Linked DNA regions of Mus musculus: regions 2 and 3 are each linked to region 1. A link is a contact called in public HiChIP or PLAC-seq data. All regions are on one chromosome and are shown on one strand. The core of a region is the stretch at or near the end of the contact, and the rest is flanking DNA. Distances in the headings are between cores, read along the strand shown.

The links. HiChIP or PLAC-seq counts read pairs in DNA pulled down with a chosen protein or histone mark.
Region 2: a contact with region 1 is called in an HNF4G HiChIP or PLAC-seq map of pancreatic cancer cells. The contact joins the promoter of Slc16a3 here to the promoter of Hmga1b in region 1. A contact is called at or near these places in 7 of 39 promoter capture datasets (the 3T3-L1 cell line, cranial neural crest, embryonic stem cells and 2 more), 1 of 115 datasets of contacts at active chromatin or transcription factors (pancreatic cancer cells) and 3 of 9 other capture datasets (adipose tissue, liver and pancreatic islet).
Region 3: a contact with region 1 is called in an HNF4G HiChIP or PLAC-seq map of pancreatic cancer cells. The contact joins the promoter of Anapc11 here to the promoter of Hmga1b in region 1. A contact is called at or near these places in 24 of 39 promoter capture datasets (the 3T3-L1 cell line, 3T3-L1-derived adipocytes, the C10 cell line and 16 more), 2 of 15 datasets of contacts at CTCF or cohesin (the G1E-ER4 cell line and embryonic stem cells), 7 of 484 Hi-C or Micro-C datasets (the G1E-ER4 cell line, the HL-1 cell line and embryonic stem cells), 21 of 115 datasets of contacts at active chromatin or transcription factors (the 230-238 cell line, the HPC-7 cell line, the NIH/3T3 cell line and 13 more) and 3 of 9 other capture datasets (adipose tissue, liver and pancreatic islet).

What each region holds. Positions count from the first base shown.
Region 1 is chr11:120,761,303-120,764,355 of GRCm38.p6, reverse strand. It overlaps Hmga1b (high mobility group AT-hook 1B), which reads right to left and starts at 1,562. Exons shown (of 2, transcript NM_001166477.1): 1 at 1,366-1,562; 2 at 1-1,332. The coding sequence starts at 1,467. The coding sequence ends at 1,144.
Region 2 is chr11:120,947,575-120,950,627 of GRCm38.p6, reverse strand. It overlaps Slc16a3 (solute carrier family 16 (monocarboxylic acid transporters), member 3), which reads right to left and starts at 1,561. Exons shown (of 6, transcript NM_001038653.1): 1 at 1,478-1,561.
Region 3 is chr11:120,597,110-120,600,162 of GRCm38.p6, reverse strand. Anapc11 (anaphase promoting complex subunit 11) reads right to left here and starts at 1,631. Exons shown (of 3, transcript NM_001038230.2): 1 at 1,293-1,631; 2 at 795-921. The coding sequence starts at 903. Alyref (Aly/REF export factor) reads left to right here and starts at 1,798. Exons shown (of 6, transcript NM_011568.1): 1 at 1,798-2,058; 2 at 2,397-2,528. The coding sequence starts at 1,825.

The DNA of each region.
Region 1 (3,053 bases), core at 313-2,812:
TGCAAATAAGAAACCAGGGAGGAAGCCCCAGGCTGGGACAAATACTGGCCACCCCTCCCCCACAGAACAAGGGGAGGTGGCCCTACACCCTTTTCCCATCAAAGTGGGCCCCCATCCTCACTCTGCTGCAGCATCCACGGGGTGGGGCCCCATCTTCCTTAGTGTGGGGTAGGTAACCAGTCTGCTGCGCCCCAGCCCCCCTTCCCCTCGAGTGTATTGTGTGGGGGAGAGAATACAGGCAAATTCAGGAGGATGAACATCTGACGCTGGTAGCAGCAGCAATAGTGGGTATCTAAGAATGAACATGGAACAAAAAAAAAACAACACAACCGTCCAGAGGTAGTTTGTGAACAGAGGAGAAGATGGAACCAGAACCATGGGGGGCAGGGAGGAGCGAAAAGGAGGGGGCGGCAAGGCTAGCTCCTTAGTGCCCTGCGGGAGGAAGGAACAGCCTAGAGTGGACTGGGGGAGGCGTGTTGGTGCCCGTTTGCCTTTGGTGGAGGCGAGAACAGGCCCTTACTCTGGAGATGGGCGGTAACCCCATCTGTCTAGTCTCAGGTGAGAACATTAAAGTGGGTGGAGCCAACATCATCCTACTTCCTGTTGTCAAGGGGCTCAGCCAACCCAGTGCATGATCTCTGTAGGGTGGGGCAGGAGGGGCTGAGAAACCCACCCGGTGATACTTTGGTGGGGACATGCTGGGATCTAAGCATCCCCTGCCCTGACCACACTGCTGCTGCTAGGTCAGCCACTGGGCCTTGTCAGAGTGAGATGGGGCCGGGGCCCCTTAAGGCCAGGGAATGCTCCCAGGACCCTCTACGGGGAAGCCAGGAACAGCAGGGCAGAAGGGACCCGCAAAACAAAGCGCCCAGAGAGCCACGGCTCTGAGGGAGGTGCGCAGCAGGCCGGGCTGCGGCTAAATGGGAAGTTAGCCTTGTCAGGATGGGGCAGGTGTGTTCGGGAGGAGGGCACAGGGACTGAGCCGAATCCTGCTCCCTTGGGTGCTGCGGAGCAGAGCCTGCAGCTGGTGCCTGGTGCGGTAGTGTGCAGTGGGGGCGGGGAGGGGCCTGGGAGCAGGGCTTCCAGTCCCAGGGGACAGCTGCTCCTCAGTGGCTATGGAGCAGGCGGCACTGCGAGTGGTGATCACTGCTCCTCCTCAGAGGACTCCTGGGAGATGCCCTCCTCTTCCTCCTTCTCCAGTTTCTTGGGTCTGCCCCTTGGTTTCCTCCCTGGAGCTGTGGTGACTTTCCGGGTCTTGGCGGCGCCCTTATTCTTGCTTCCCTTTGGTCGGCCCCGAGGTCTCTTCGGAGTTGGCACTTCACTGGGCTCTTTCTGACTCCCGACCAGCGCCGTCCCAGGACTCACCGGAGGCTGCTTGCGTGGCCTGCCCCGGCCTCGCTTCTCAGTCCCATCCTTTTCCTGCTTGGAGGCCAGGGGCTGGCTGGACTTTGAGCCCGACTCGCTCATTCTCCTTCTCTATGTGTGGGGCAGCACACAGTGAGTGCCTTCTTGGAGCCGCGCCAACACCAGAAATAGCCCCGACTCGGAGTCCCAATTAGAGGCGACTCTTGTAAATCTAAGCATGGATTCTGGGGTTTCCTGCCCCAGTTGCAAACCCTGAGTACCTCTGTGCATCTCCTCTTCTCTGAGCAGAGACCTGGTTCTTTGGAGCCAGTTAGGAGTAATCAGAGAATATTGTGCACCTCAACCCGTGTCTGGCGATTGTTTGAGGTGTGCTGAGGGTCTCTTGTCTTGTGTGTCAGGGTTCATGGAACAAGTACTCACGATCCAGTGAGTCATAGCAGGTCACACGACATCTGGGCCGGGCAGGAGGCTCAGATGCCTCATGGACAGCCCTGGGGAGGAGGTGTGCTCAGACTGCCGCCTTTCCCTTGCTCAGTCCAGGCTCTGCACTGAGACCGTGTGAGTCGCTGAAAGGAGGCAGCTGTACTTCCAGTGCTCTATAGTGCAGGGACAGCAGTACCCTTCCCCTGAGCATTCCTCCGCACTGGTCAGAAGGGTGCTCTGGGACCTTCCTGTGGCTCAGGGGACAGCATACACAGTGGGGGCCCGGAGCCCAATCATTTGCTGCTGCCTGGCAGTTTCCTCATAGCTAACAGGGACAGATCATGCCTGCTCACTGTGTCCTTGATCCCAGTCTGAGCAAACCACCAAGTCCTATAGCCAACCTCCAGGTGGCACTGAATACTGGTGTCTGGCCTGATCTATCCAGTAAGATCAAAGCCCTTCCCCTTCTATGACAAAAGCTGTGGATTGTGACCAACCTGCTGTCTGGTGGCCATCGGAACTCCTGGGAAATGGTGGCCTTTCAGGGATGCCAGTTGGCCACCAGGCAGGAGGAAGTGGTTTACCAGGAAGGGAGCATCAAGCTCCAACGTCTTGGGAAGACAGTCATCTGCTAGCTTCGCCCTTAGGAGCGCATTTCTCCTAAGATGTCTTCACCCTCCACAGCTCCTGCTCTATCTCCTGTCACCTATGTTGTCTGAAGACTTCTCTATCCAGAGTCATGTGCTGAGCCCTAACTACAACATTATGTGAGGACTGTTGTATAACAGTTTCCTTTGAAATTAAAACACCCCATCCTGCATGGAAGTTCCTTAAGTAGGGATGCAAACAACTCATATAGTTTCAGGAAGTTCCTGAAACTGACCAATTTCACAAGATCCCTTGCTGTCAGGGTAAGCAACAAAAGCTGAGAGTCTCTCTCAGACAAACCAAGCAGCAAAGAAGAAAGACTGCAGATCAGAGCCCAGAAGACGCAAAAGTCAGCTGAGTTACCTACCTACTGTCGTCATCTCCACTCCGAGCCGGTGGTGACAAGAACGACACAGGCACCAAGTCGGGTTCATGCAGCAACATCTTTACTTCAGGCTCTTTCTTTTACAGCTCTCTTCCCCAGCAGCTTCTTCTTAGGGGAAGGGCTAAACTACTCACTACTCTACTACTACTCACGGCAAGGGCTAAAACTACTCTTATTCACTACTTCTGGCTTCTACCTATCTTGCGTGCGCCGGACTCGACCAGCAAGAATG
Region 2 (3,053 bases), core at 312-2,811, 190 kb before region 1:
GAAAGTCCCGCATGGGGCCCAAAGGTGTCTGCTTCTGGGCCTCCCCAGCCCTCCCCTTTCTGACCAGTTCACTGGAGGATTAGAGTCCTAAAGTCCCGGAACACCGGCATACTGTGGGGTCCCACGCACTGGCCCCTTCAACATTACTTCTTGATGGTTCTAAGGCCTACTGTGCTTTCTCCTCGCTGCCCCTCGAAATTTAGGCATCCAAGCAGTGAGATCGTTTTTACGGGGAGCAAGCCCTGCCCAAGGTCACTGGTGATGTGGCCAAGTCCATCTTGGAACCAAACCACTGGTTATTCAAAGTCCTTGCCAAGAAGGGGCCACATGTATCTCGGTAGTGTCCTCAGTGCCCCTTAAGGGGTAGACTCATCCTTTGCACAGCATCCTAGCTGTGCACTAGTCACTGCTCATCCTGAGTGAGTCCACACACTTTTAGGACTGTCCTCGTTCCTCAACACGGACGGACCCAGCACCCACGGGACACCAGCCAACTTTGGGCCTGTACAATGATGCCGGGAGCCCTCGGGGATAACCTGCTCCCAACAGAAGAACTTTGGGAAAGCTAATGAGCCTGTGTTATGGGGAGAACCTTGCCGTTACGCTCAGACCAACCTGTTGTCCTGAAAGGGTTCCTGTCGGCCTGGGCCCTGCTGCCCTCTCCTTGCTTGTCACCCAGATTCCAAGCACTATCAGCTGTCCAGAGTTAACAGTTTCTTGAGCCTGTCTGTTGACTGGACCAGCATCCAGGCAGGCGCCTAGTCAACCCACTTGTCAGGTAAGAAAACAGACCGTGCCTGGTTTTCCTATCGGATGAGAATAGAGCAAACAGAGCCCACTCCGGAGGAAAACCCCACTTTCATGTGCCTAGTTTGGGTTAATAGTGGTGGCTGGGTAAGAGTTGATGAGTTTAAGATGGTAGAAAAGGTGGATGTAAAGAGATGAAAGAGACCCGAGGGCATACCTCCCCCAACGTGGCACCATTCCGAAGCGCACGTGTCCCTCTCTCTCACTGGGCGGCCTGCTGACGCCCGCTGGAGATTCGGGGTTCCAAGGAGGCTGTAGCATTCCCACCAAATATAGCCCAGGTTCCCCGGCCGTCCGGCCACGCTCCAACCCTCTTGGGCCGAGCTATTTATACTCTGGACGTTTGGTCGCCCAGGGCAGCTGCCCTCCTGGACGAAGCCCAGCCCCCGAGGGCTACCGGATGGATAGATAGGCGTCTACGAGGGCAGGGAAGCAGGATGCAAGCGCGCAACTGGCTGTTCATGGCCCTTTGGTGGAGCCGCAGTGGTGAGAAGGTTCTCCAAGTCAAGAAAGAATGGGGCTGGAGAACCAGGAGGAGAGAGGGTCAGGGGCCGGGAGCTCCAGGTCTGGATCCCCCGCCTGATGATCGAAGGCCCCAAACCTTGGGCGACTGGAGGCGGGGGGAGGGTCCCAGCCTCGCTCCGCGCGCCAAGCATCTCGCCGCGCCTACCTGTTACCGCCAGCCGCTGTATCTGCCTCTGTCCGCCTTGGCTGCCCGGCGCCGCGCCGGGGGCGACTTTAAGTGCTCTCATCCGTCGCGCGGCACGTCCCCCGCGCACGTCACCGCTGCCTGGCGCCGCCCCTGCCCTCCCCACCCGGACCCCGCGCCGCTGCCGGAGGGGGCGCCCTGGCCGCTGTTCCCCGACGGCGCGGACAATGCCATCTCCACTTAACAGGGAGACCAGGCTGGCACTCGCTCTATAGGCGCCCGGGGCCCGGGCCCCACCCAACGCAGACCTTCTCACTGTTCTCTTCCGCGCCCTTGGGCCGTGACTACCCACCTCTGCTTCCCATTCTACCCTCCATTTATCCCCTCCCAAGACTGTGGGCTCCTTCCATGATTCCTGCAAGAGAGTGGCAATGTCCTCGCTATCTCCGAGACTGGGACCTTTTGCCCTCCAGACCCTGGCCTTCTGGCCTGCGCCTTCTGCCGGGTGGCACACGCCCCCACCACACCTCATGCACACAGGGCTCCTGCCGCCTGCCTACTTCGGACTTTCGCCCCATCCAAACCACCATACCTTGCTCGTGCCTCAGCCTGGGCTATTGTGTGGCTGTGGCAGCTGTCTTCCCTAGTTAGGAAGACTCAGGCACCTTGGACTGACCGGGGATCTTGGGCAAGGCTGTCAACCTCCCTGAACTTCCGTTTTCCCCTGTGGTCGGGGCCCTGCAACAAAGTCAGATACAGGCACTGACACAGCCCTGCTCTGTCGCCCCTCAACTCCTATAGAAGTGATTTTTATGGGGGGATTTCTGCTCCACTCTAGCCTGTATAGCTCCCTGGGGGGCGGGGGGGGGGGCAAAGAAACCTGGTGTTTTTATTAACAAGCTGTAAGTTTAAACCGGGCAGGTTCTGAGATTGCTATAACATCCTAACTATAGACGCCACATTACTTGCCAACTGAGTCTTGCTGTGTTTGCTCTGCCCCATGAGTGTCCTCAGCGATTTTCTCTCGGCCACGTGCTCATGGTCCATCCTCCCAGACCATCCTGCCTCAAGGCAGGCCTCTTCCTTCCCCTGCCTTTTTCCTTTTCCTGGTACCTACTGGAGATACCCCTACTCATCTCAAGTTCCACCTTCCTCTCTTTCCTGCCCAGTCACAGGCTTTAGCCTTTTACTATCCAATCAGAAGTTATTGGGGAGCATTCTCCACAGCACATTGGTCAATACGCTGCCCATGTCCAGACTGCAACCTGATCTTGGGGCACAGAACTCTTGGGGCATCTGAATACACAGAGCACAAGAGCAATCCTAACACTCCCAGCCCAGTGTGGGAGATGAGGACAGGACAGCAGCTTTGCATGCTGCTCTACAAATGCTGACTTCCCGGAAAGGAACAGGATTGGGAGAGAGTAGAGCCATTCTGAGCTGGGAGAGTTCTTTCCAGTCCTCCGAGGGGTGCAAGGGGTGCCGATTCAAACCCATGCCACACAATGGAAATGACCAATGACCGGGCAGTTTGGGTGAGGAGATGAGGAGGCATCTCGGAGTATGGCCTTTGGTGGACAGGGCCCAAGACACTTAC
Region 3 (3,053 bases), core at 382-2,881, 160 kb after region 1:
TTTGATCTGCTTTATTGTGAGTAGATACAAACTGAAAGTGTTATTCTGAGGGGTTAAGGGAATGATGGATCATCACTATGTAGCCTAGGCAGACCTCAACCTCAAAATCCTCTTGCCTCCCTCTACTAAGTGCTATTATGGTCTGTGCCCCCATGACCTGAATAAAACAAGTGTTTTTGCAACAGAGTCTCACTGTGGAGCCCAGACTGGCCACCAACTCAGAGATCCACTAGTCTCTGCCTCTGCCTCTCAAATGCTAGTATTACAGGTGTTTGCCATCATGCTGGATGGGGTCTTTAGACAAACCTGGGCTTGAAGTATTCTGCTTCTTTTTTCTGTCGACTTTCCCCTCAGATAATAGAAACTAAAACCCACAATTTTTTGTTTTTGTTTTACCTGGTCTTTTATCAAGTCAGGGCTTTTCTTTGTAGCCCTGGTTATCCTGGAACTTGCACTGTTTGGCTTTTTGTTTTTGTTTTGTTTTGTTTTTTGTTTTTTTTTCAAAACAGGGTTTCTCTGTGTAGCCCTGGCTGTCCTGGAACTCCCTCTGTAGATCAGGCTGGCCTTGAACTCAGAGATTCACTTGCCTCTGCCTCCAGAGTGCTGGGATTAAAGGCGTGCAACACCACTGTCCGGTGGGGTTTCGGTTAGGGTTAGGTAACTTGTCCTGTTGACCAGGCTAAACTCAAACTCAGAGATCCTCCAGTCTCTGCCTACCCAGTGCTGGGAAACCTAGGGATTTTTAGGCTGGTGGAGTAGGCTAAAGTTCTGAGAGCGCATAGGAAGACACTTACAGTCTGGACAGCAGCCATTAAACGCCATCCTGCAGATGCCGCAGTTCTCATCATTGGCTACCCAGAGCCAAGTGGCCACACCATTCCAACATTTAATTTTCACCTTCATGACAACAGAGCCTGTGACCTGAGGGAAGAGGATGACCTGGAGTTAGTACGGAATACGAAAGCACCTAAGCTCAAAGTCATGGAGCTGCGGCAAGTGCTGCACTCGTCAAGAACGGCATCTTCCAAAATTCCGTGCGTCCCGACCAAAAAGAAAGAAAAAGGCACGTGTTTGTCTTTAAAGACGGCAAGGAGAGCCTGTGGGATTAATGGCACGAGTTTATTTTGCCACCTTTAAGGATGCCTTTAAAGATCTGCACTCATGTAGTCTGGCACGGTGGCACACGCCTCTAATCCCGGGGCAGAAGCAGATCAGCCAAACAGGAAACGAAAACAAACAAAAAAACAAAAACAAAACCTCCGCATCCACGCAAAACATTGGTTTTCACTAACCAGGGCCTCGCTTTTAAAGATATGGAAAGAGTGACTGTCACTAATCCGCGAAGTTAAAGCAGGGGTGAGGACGCCAGCTCGTCAGGAGACCGAGCCTTCGAGCAAAAACAACCAAGTCGGACCCACGGACCGGCCGGGACCCCCACGATCGCACGGTGAGGAGGGACGCGGGACGCGCACACTGCGCTGCACCCAGGCGACGCCCGAGGATCTTCCGGCCTCCCAGGGAGGCGCCCGCAGGCCCCGCCCCCTGCTCGCCCTCGCACCTCCGCGGCCTAATCACGAGGCGCCCCGCCCTTCCGTTGCCTCCGCGCGGGAATGTATAAAAACGACCGCGCCGCGTCGGGCTCCTCCGAAGTAGCGCCAGCCACCGCGGCGAGCCGTACGCAGGCGCTCTGCGGAATCGCGCGCGCCCAGACCAATCGCCGCTCGCTTCGGGCCCGCGACGCCGGAAGGCAGGGGGAGGCGCCGGAAGTGACGCCGCGGCGTGCTGACGCGCGGGCTCGATCCGAGGCCCGAATCCGCGCCCGCCATGGCCGACAAAATGGACATGTCTTTGGACGACATCATTAAGCTGAACCGGAGCCAGCGAGGAGGCCGCGGCGGGGGCCGGGGTCGCGGCAGGGCCGGCTCCCAGGGCGGCCGCGGCGGCGCAGTGCAGGCCGCCGCGCGGGTGAATCGAGGCGGCGGGCCTATGAGGAACCGGCCCGCCATCGCCCGCGGCGCCGCAGGCGGCGGCAGGAACCGGCCGGCGCCGTACAGCAGAGTGAGTGCGGGGACCTGCGGCGCGGGCCGGGGAGGGTGCGCCCGGGCCGGCCGGGACCGGGTGAGCGTCCCGCGCGGGACCGCGGCCGAGGGGTGGGCGGGGGCGAGGCCGTCCCGAGGCCAGGATCTTCCGGGACGCTTTGTCCGGTCGTGGTCCAGCCTCGTGGCGGCGGGGGCCGCTGCGAGAGAACTTGGGTGTCCGTAGCGGAGCGGCGGGGCTGGGGGACTCTCGGGGCTCCTCGACCTTGGCCGCGGGGCCGACGGGAGAGCGTCGCCGAGGTGTCGCGGGCTCCCGGGACGAGTCTCACGAGTGTCTCTGTGCTTACGGTTTCTCTCCAGCCGAAACAACTTCCCGACAAATGGCAGCACGACCTCTTCGACAGCGGCTTCGGGGGTGGAGCCGGCGTGGAGACCGGCGGGAAGCTGCTGGTGTCCAACCTGGACTTCGGAGTGTCAGATGCTGATATTCAGGTAGGAGACGGGAGCTCTCCGCTTTCCTCGTCCCACGCGGACGTGGGCTCCAGGATCCTTTACAGATTGGAACCTGCCCTCCCCTAGGCTGCCCAGAGCCAGCCACTGTCACCCTGAGAGCCTTGGCCTCAGAAAAAGTAGGGTTTGAGCACGACCCCATAAGCCAGGCTGCAGGAAGATGTCACACACTGTGTGTGTATGTGTGTGTGTGCGCGCGCCCCCCTAAAAATGAGTCCTGTCTGCTGTCCAAACTGTGAGCGCCTGCCCTGTGCCAGAGCTTACAGTTTCTAACCTGCACAGACTGGCCACAACTCCGGTCCCAGCATGACCGAAAGGTGCTTGCTTCTCAGATTTATGCTCGATATGGTGAACTGATAGGAGAAGGAAGTCCAGCATCTCCCAGATGCTGAGAAAGGTGGCTGAGAGTATCTTCCAGCCTGCGTCTCTGTGCTGGATCTTAACTGGCGATCTTTCCTGGGTCTTACCTGGGTCATGGTTCTCCATGCCTTCGAAATATTTTTTTTC